Linked DNA regions of Zea mays: region 1 is linked to region 2. The links are chromatin contacts, called in public Hi-C maps. All regions are on one chromosome and are shown on one strand. The core of a region is the stretch at or near the end of the contact, and the rest is flanking DNA. Distances in the headings are between cores, read along the strand shown. Region 1 holds the start of LOC103647086 (DDT domain-containing protein PTM). Region 2 holds the start of LOC107303347.

What was found. A called contact is a pair of places that touch in the nucleus more often than the background predicts.
Region 1: a contact with region 2 is called in a Hi-C map of ear, with 2.9 times the contacts expected there. The contact joins the promoter of LOC103647086 here to the promoter of LOC107303347 in region 2. A contact is called at or near these places in 8 of 25 Hi-C or Micro-C datasets (bundle sheath, ear, endosperm and 3 more).

What each region holds. Positions count from the first base shown.
Region 1 is chr2:148,915,060-148,918,917 of Zm-B73-REFERENCE-NAM-5.0, reverse strand. LOC103647086 (DDT domain-containing protein PTM) reads right to left here and starts at 1,345. Exons shown (of 9, transcript XM_008671643.3): 1 at 1-1,345. The coding sequence starts at 1,060.
Region 2 is chr2:148,762,514-148,766,105 of Zm-B73-REFERENCE-NAM-5.0, reverse strand. It overlaps LOC107303347, which reads left to right and starts at 1,758. Exons shown (of 5, transcript NM_001367267.1): 1 at 1,758-2,376; 2 at 2,834-2,901; 3 at 3,043-3,174. The coding sequence starts at 1,986.

The DNA.
Region 1 (3,858 bases), core at 96-2,595, 150 kb before region 2:
TATCCGAGCCAGACCCACTATACCGCAGTGCATCAGTGTTGGCAGGCATCTCGCATCCGTCAACCCTCTGTCTAGTACTTGCTGGCTCTTTCACCTCCGAGACACTCCCCGACAAAACCAGCAGGCCCAGCTTCCTCTTCCTGCAGTTCACACTCATGCCTAACGTGCCATTCTTGTCGGGCATGAGGAACTCGTGGAGCTCAGGAAGCTCCAAATCCTCATTATGTCCATCCTCAAACACCACGCTGTAGATGCCAGCTGTGCTATCATAGGATGCAACCTTCCCAATAAGGATCCCCGCTTGCATTGGCGCGTTGCGGCCAATGTAACGGCCGACCAAGCACTCTCCCACTTCCTCGGCTCGCGCCTGAAGGCCCCCAGCAGATGTGGCAGCAGACCCTTGATGCACCACTCTTCCATCAGCTTCCTCCATCTTAAACTCGCTGCCCGCCACAGCCACTCCCGCGCGCTCTTGTTCCCTGACATGGCCGTCGTCCACCTCCATCATCACTTCAGACCCCACAGGATCCAAATCTCGCACTGCCACAGGAACGATCCCCACATCCACCTCGCTGGCCGTACAAGACGGAGAGTGCTGATTCTGCTTGCTTGCGTCGCCACCCTCGCTCACGTCCATCTTCTTCACCTCAAACACCGCGGGATCCACATCCTGCGCTGCCCCCGCAATGCCTTGGCCCTGCTCCACCTCACTCACCGCGTGCACAGCAGACCGCCCTTTGCCCGCGCCGCCGTCCGCATCCGCCTCGGGCGCGGCGGGGCGATCTCCGCCCGCAGCAGCAGCGGCGCCGCCGCAGCCTTCGTTAACCTCCTCCGCCGTGGGCTCGCTCGCCGAGGCCTCCGCGTCACCCCCACGCCCCGCCGCAGCGGCGCCTCCACCCGGATCGGCCTCACCGGCCGCGCCTGCCGCTGCAAGCGCTTCCGCCCCACCTGCGATGTCCGTCTTCACGCCATCAGCGGCGGCCTCCTCGGGGGAGGCGCCGGGCCCCTGCGGCGTCCGATCGGGGCCGTCCCGGGGCCCCGGGCCCGCGGCGGTGTCCATGGCCTCGGACGCGACAACCCTAGCTCGACACGCGCGCGCCCTACTGAGGCATCCTCGTTCGCGAGTCGCGGGCCAACGGGACGGGTATCGGATGCGGCGCGCTGGCGTGGGCGGGAACGAATCTGGGATGGGAGCCGCCGATCTCGCGGCGGCGGCGGGCGATTGGAGCGGGATGGGCTCGCAAACCCTACCGGCAAGTGGCGGCGGCGAGGAGTTGGGGGAAGAGGTCGAGATGATGATGGGTGGATGGGTGGGAGGGAGGAGAAGCACAAGCACTGGGCTGGGGCACCAGCGCAGCGGGGTGCACGAAGGCAAGGGCACGGGCACCGAGTGCGCCGCACCCGACTCGTCGCACCCAGCCTGACTGACTCGCGTCGCCCTTCCCGGGTGCGGGTGCGGGTGCGGGTGCACCAGTGCGGACTGACCCGTACAGTGGGACGTGGCCGCGTGGTGGGCTGGCTCTGGCTGGCTGGTTCGGGAGAGTTCAGTTCGCTTCCGCTCTCGTCCGCGGATGCGGGCTGGCGGGCGCGGGTGTGGACGGACCTGACCTGGTTCGTTTTGAGCGAGCGTGCAGGTGCAGCTCGGCGACCTCGTCGTGTCCGCGCCGCGTCCACTCCAGCATGTACGGCGACCGCTCGGTGGTCGACGGCCGCAACCGGGAGGCGGGCGGTGGTGGAGGGAAGGGAGCGTGCTGCGAGTTTTTTTTTCAAATTCAAATCCGGTGGAGGGGTCGCCTGCTCAGGTGGTAGTAGGGCAGGCAGGGCAACGGCAACGGTTTGCTTGCTCGCGCCAAGTCGTACTCGTACGTCTTCCCCGGCAGCACTTGCTCCCGGTGTTTTCCCCAGTGACCACCCCTACTGAGCTAGCCACAAATCCCGCGGTGTGGATGGTGGCCTTCGTTTCTCTTTGCTGTACAGCATACGAACTCTACCATGGAAAAGAAGCGAAGGAGATGGAGAAAAACCCTAACACGTGGCATCCTACTAAACTTTTAGTCTGCGTATGTATGTGATGACCAATATTTAGAGAAATAAAAATTAGTCTTTCTATTTCTATGTCTATGTGTTCTACTTTCGTTCATCTGCTATGTCGATAATTAATGAGAGATGGAAAAAAGAAAGGTTCTAGTCACTGGCAGTGTGCTTCACGACACGTTGTCAGCATGATAAACTCTACGTCAATATCGCCGTTGAAGACACCGTTGCGTTGCAGTGACCACCAATATTCCGAGAAATATAAAAACGGTCCTTCTATTTCTGTTCCTTTGTATGTGTGTTATAGTGTTATATACTCTCATCTGCTATATGTTGATCGTGAGAAATGAAAAACAACGAAAGGTTCTAGTCACTAGCAGCATGTTTCACAATATTATCAGCGTGATAAAGACCGTGTTTGGTTCCGCCGTATAGTGGGCGTTGCCTGCATGGCTGAGCATGTCTCGTATCAAGTGACTCTGGTTTTAAGTGGTTTTACTGGACACATGCAACTTCTTATGTTTGACTAGGTATATACCCGTGCGTTGCAACGGGGGACACTTGTGCATACATATTGATGCTATCAAGAATCAACTCAACAATCATAACAAATATCGAAAACGGTCATTTCGAACGACCAAAATTTGGCTCAATGTAACTATTAATCGAAATAGGCAAATCCTAAGTTGAATACATGATATGGCTCAATGTAACTTCCATAGAACAATTTTGCATTGTATGGTAAAAAATTATAAAAAGGAGATCCTAAGCCTATCGAAAGGAGATGGTGAGTTGTGACTATTAAAATTATTTTAGCTCATAAATATGACCCTCTTATCTTTTATGTTGTGGAGAAATATGTAACTACTATGAATCTACGTGTGAGGTTCTCAACTACATAGTGAGTTGTTAACTACTATGAATCTACCTGTGAATCTACCTATGAGGTTCTCAAACTAATATGTAACAAATATGGCTCACAAATAAGGAGATCCTAAGCCTATCGAAAGGAGATGGTGAGTTGTTAACTACTATGAATCTACTTGTGAGGTTCTCAACTACATAGTTTTATAGACAGGAGACATGCTCAGTTGACCGAACCATCGTTCTAACGTCGATGCCGGAGGAATTCACCAGAGCTTAGGTGACAAAAGAGACAAAGTACAATCCAAGTCAAGCACGCGAGTCAACTCGTCAGAGACCATTTTGCTGCTAGTGAGACCATCTTGAGGAGCGATTGGCACACTGAGGCTACTGGCACCTCTAGTACGACACTGCTAGTAAAACTTATTTCACGCTCCTATAGGAATGGGAAGAGACAACATTCTTTCGCATAAGCAGATATAGAGCCAACATTCTTTCGCATAAAGTTTTGAACCGATGTCTATGAACTATTCTAAAAATTGACTTGCTAATTTGCATATGAATATATATATTTCATTAAGATGTGAAAACAATTTACAAGTATGCGTGATATGTTGATTTACTAAACAAATTGACCAATCGATATTTTTCGGTACAAAACGACTAAAAATAAGTTATCATAGTTATAATTGATATTAAACGCAAAGAAAATCATATAAATCATCGAGGTAGCAAACTCACGTAAAAAAGTGTCATGGTTGGCCTGAACATGGCCCGGTTTTAATTTTTCCTCTATTTTTCATAAAAGTCTCTATATTATACTTGAGTATAAAATATAAAACAAAAATATGTGTGTTCTGGTGGCTAGGTGGATGTGAATATGAGTTTAAAACGACTAAAAATAAGTTATCATAGTTATAATTGATATTAAACGCAAAGAAAATCATATAAATTATTGAG
Region 2 (3,592 bases), core at 509-3,008:
AATGAGTGCGGATAGCCTAAGAGCCTTATGGTTGAACTTGGAGTCATGTTGTTAGCAGAAGCATTGCTTTTGTTTTCTGATCGAGGACACTCGTATTAAAACCCATTCCCATAAAACCATTGCCTTGTCTGTTTCGTGCAAACCCATTGTTTTTACGATAACGAGGATTTCAGAGCTTTTACAGTTCCATCACACATCATTAATATGACTGTCTTTTTTTAGTTTCCTTTTGAATAGTCTCCAGCACTCCAGCTACTGATTTCCCAAAAGGACCAGTTGGACAGGCTGTAGTGTCCAAGCAAAACAGTCACAGGTGCTCAGGTTCTGCAAACATGGGTAAGCGTGCTTGTTTATACAAGTAAAATTTTCTGCACTGTTTTTCTCTCCTAGAGTTTTTTTTTTAATATTGAGAAATAATGGAAGTAACGAGAATCTGGCCTTTTGCGTGTGTTCGAAGGTTCAAAAAAAAAGGAGGAACATTGGCTAGGCTGCATAGAAAGATGGGGAGTGAAATGCTTTATTAGGTCCACTAGTGGTACTAATATGACAATTAGTATTTTTTTATCACACCTTAACTTCCTGAAAATAAGCAAACAAACGTTCTTCTAAACCTTAATAACCTAGAGAACCTAGGGATTCCAAAGTACAAAAGACATTTAAGAGACGGTATAATATAACTTTGAACTTTTAAATCATAAATACTGTCGCAAGACTCTTCGTTCTTTTTTTTATTTAACCTCCTTCAGACCATTCAAGAGACGAGATATTAAATAAGGTTGTGCATGGTCTGACATTATATGTTGACTTCTGTATTTTAATAGCAGTTGTTAAATAATACTTGTTTCGAAAAACGATCAATAACCGTCCTTATATAACATTATATCGTTATTTAAAAGATGTTATTTCAAATATGTGATGATCGGATGTTGTGCAGTGTGTGTGGTCGTGTGGACAACTGGGCAGACACTCCATAGCAGCAAGGCAGCAGCCGTGGTAAAAATTTCAGATGATGAACTGTATGGTACAATCCCCGATGTGACTGCTTTTATCCTACCAGCTGGATCTTTCCTTAAATAATACTACTATCAACATGCAAGAAAAGAACTCGAAGGAAAAGCATGAGAGTAGTATTCAAGTTTTTAGAACCTGTTTGGTTTTATAGGACTAATGTTTAGTCTCTAACTTTTAGTCTTTTTAGTTTCTAATTTTTCAAACACAAAACTAATAGATGGACTAAACGGGACTAAAGGGCAAAAATTTCACTCCCTTACACGCGCGAGCTTGTTCGGTCGTTCCCAGCTGCCTACTGTAGTAAACATATTTGGCCCAGGCTGCTGGCAAATATGTTTAGTTCTTGTTTAGTCTATAGAACCAAATAGTGCAGTGACTAGATTAGTCTCTAAACTAAAGTTTAGTTTTAGAACCTATGAATTTCTAATAAAGATCGGAATATATTTTTTTACTAAAAAATCACCACTCTTTTGTCCAATTCACAGACATTGCTCTTCTTTAGAGCGTATTATTGTATATATCAAACAAAATTTATCGGAAAAACTGTTTGTCCCATTCGCTTCTTTACCGTTCAAATAAAAAAGGGGAAGTTTTGTTGGGCTGCAGTGCAGGACACTTTTGCAGTCCAACTATGAGATGGTTGGTCAAAGGAGAGAGAGAGAGAGAGAGAGAGGGAGGGGATCGCAGAGGAGAGCGGCAGGAAAAACCCGCCATTCCTGTGCCAAAATCTCTCATTTTTATTTTATCAGTTTCTGTCGTTTGCACATATTCAAAATCCTAGCCCCGATGACCTGGGTATAACCGGACACAGACCCAAACTAGAACCAGGTGTCTGTTCAGTTCGTGTCCGCCGTCCTCTGTTCAAGTGCAAGCGAGCGAAGAAACGAAGCACCAGGAGGCGGGAACAAGAAGGAATTTGCGCAGCAAGCAAAGGTCCCGAGTTGCAAACTTGCAACCCAAGAAGAGCGTTGGACATGCAGATGGAGGGGAGGGAGGGTATCGCGGTGGTGGCCGCAGGCGGCGGCCATGGATCCGGGCAGCACGGCATGTTCGGAGCGGCAGACATCGCCATGGCAGAGGCGCATGAGGCAGCGGCCAAGGGGTACCAGTACCAGTCCTCCCCCTCGTCGCCGTCGACGTCCCTCACGCCGTCGCCGCCGCCGGCTGCGGCTGGCCACGCCGGGGACGCCACCGCGGCGCCACTTGCCTGGAGCCTGGGCGGCGGGATGCCGAGCGAGCCCGCGGGGGACAGCGGCGTGCGGGCGGCCGGGCAGAGCCAGAGCGAGCACGCCAACAACATGAGCTCCGAGCGCCGCCGCGGCCGCCCGCGCGGCTCCGGCAGGCGCCAGATCCTGGCCACTCTCGGTCAGCATTCTCCCCGGCCGAAATTTCCCTTTTTATACGTTTTTTTCGCTCTAGGATTTCTTGCTGCGTTTGCCCCCCCCCCCCCCCCCCCCCCCCCCCCCCCCCCCCCCTTGTCGATTTCTGTTGCATTGCTTGGATGGGGTCCAGTAAGCGTGATTTGATGTGCATTTCTTTCACGCTGGAGACAGTCAAATATCCGTCAGTCACCTGCTACGGCACTTCTTCTGTTCACTGTCGCATTCATCGCCGATTCAAATGTTTATCCTCTTGCTCCCCACCAATCTTGTGGTTTGGAGATTTTTTCCCCCCGTCGTCAGATTACCTAATTGACCTAACCCTTTGGGCATGGTTTAGCTAAATTTCTTATATACTGGCCACGATCTTCTAGTAGTTAAATGACATAAAAAGTGTTCATTTCTCTGTCTCTGTCTGATCGGTGTTCTTTCAAACGCAACAGGGGAATGGTACGCGCTGTCAGCCGGCGGGAGCTTCACGCCTCACGTCATCATCGTGGGTACTGGGGAGGTAAGACATGCACTCCATCTCCATCTCATTGCAGCGTCTCGTGTATTATGTCTGCAGCTAGAGGAGCTGGTGTGCAGTGTGCTTGTTTGTCTCTTCAGGGTGTCACTGAGCTCACTTGTCCAATCCGTTGGCTTTGGCTAGGATGTGGCGGCGCGCGTCATGTCGTTTTCGCAGAAAGGTCCACGCTCGGTCTGCATCCTCTCCGCCAACGGGACAATCTCTAACGTGACGCTGAGGCAGCCGGGCTCATCTGGTAGCACCTTCACCTACGAGGTACAGACTGTCAAATTGTCGATGGTTTCTTTTTTCCAAACAAAGGGAACCTTTAATTTTGATCTGTGTGGCATAGGTAGGAATGATCTCAAACCACCCATTCAGCGGAGATTCATCAGTTCTGTTCACGTTCTTTGACTTGATTGAGATTGATAAATCATCAATCAAACAAACAAATACTATACTGTCATAGATTCAACAGCAAGCAAGCAAGCAAGCAAACAAATTACTGTGTAGGAAATGGCTCCCCTTGCACTTCCTTCTACGCCCATTGCAGCCTTGATTTACCTCAGGCACCAGAAAACACTTGCAACTGTAAACTAGACTCCATAACACTAAGAACAATTGCCAAGAGGTGCCAGTGTCCATTGAACTTTGAAATCATGACAAGTGACACAACACGAGTTTTATGCTCAAA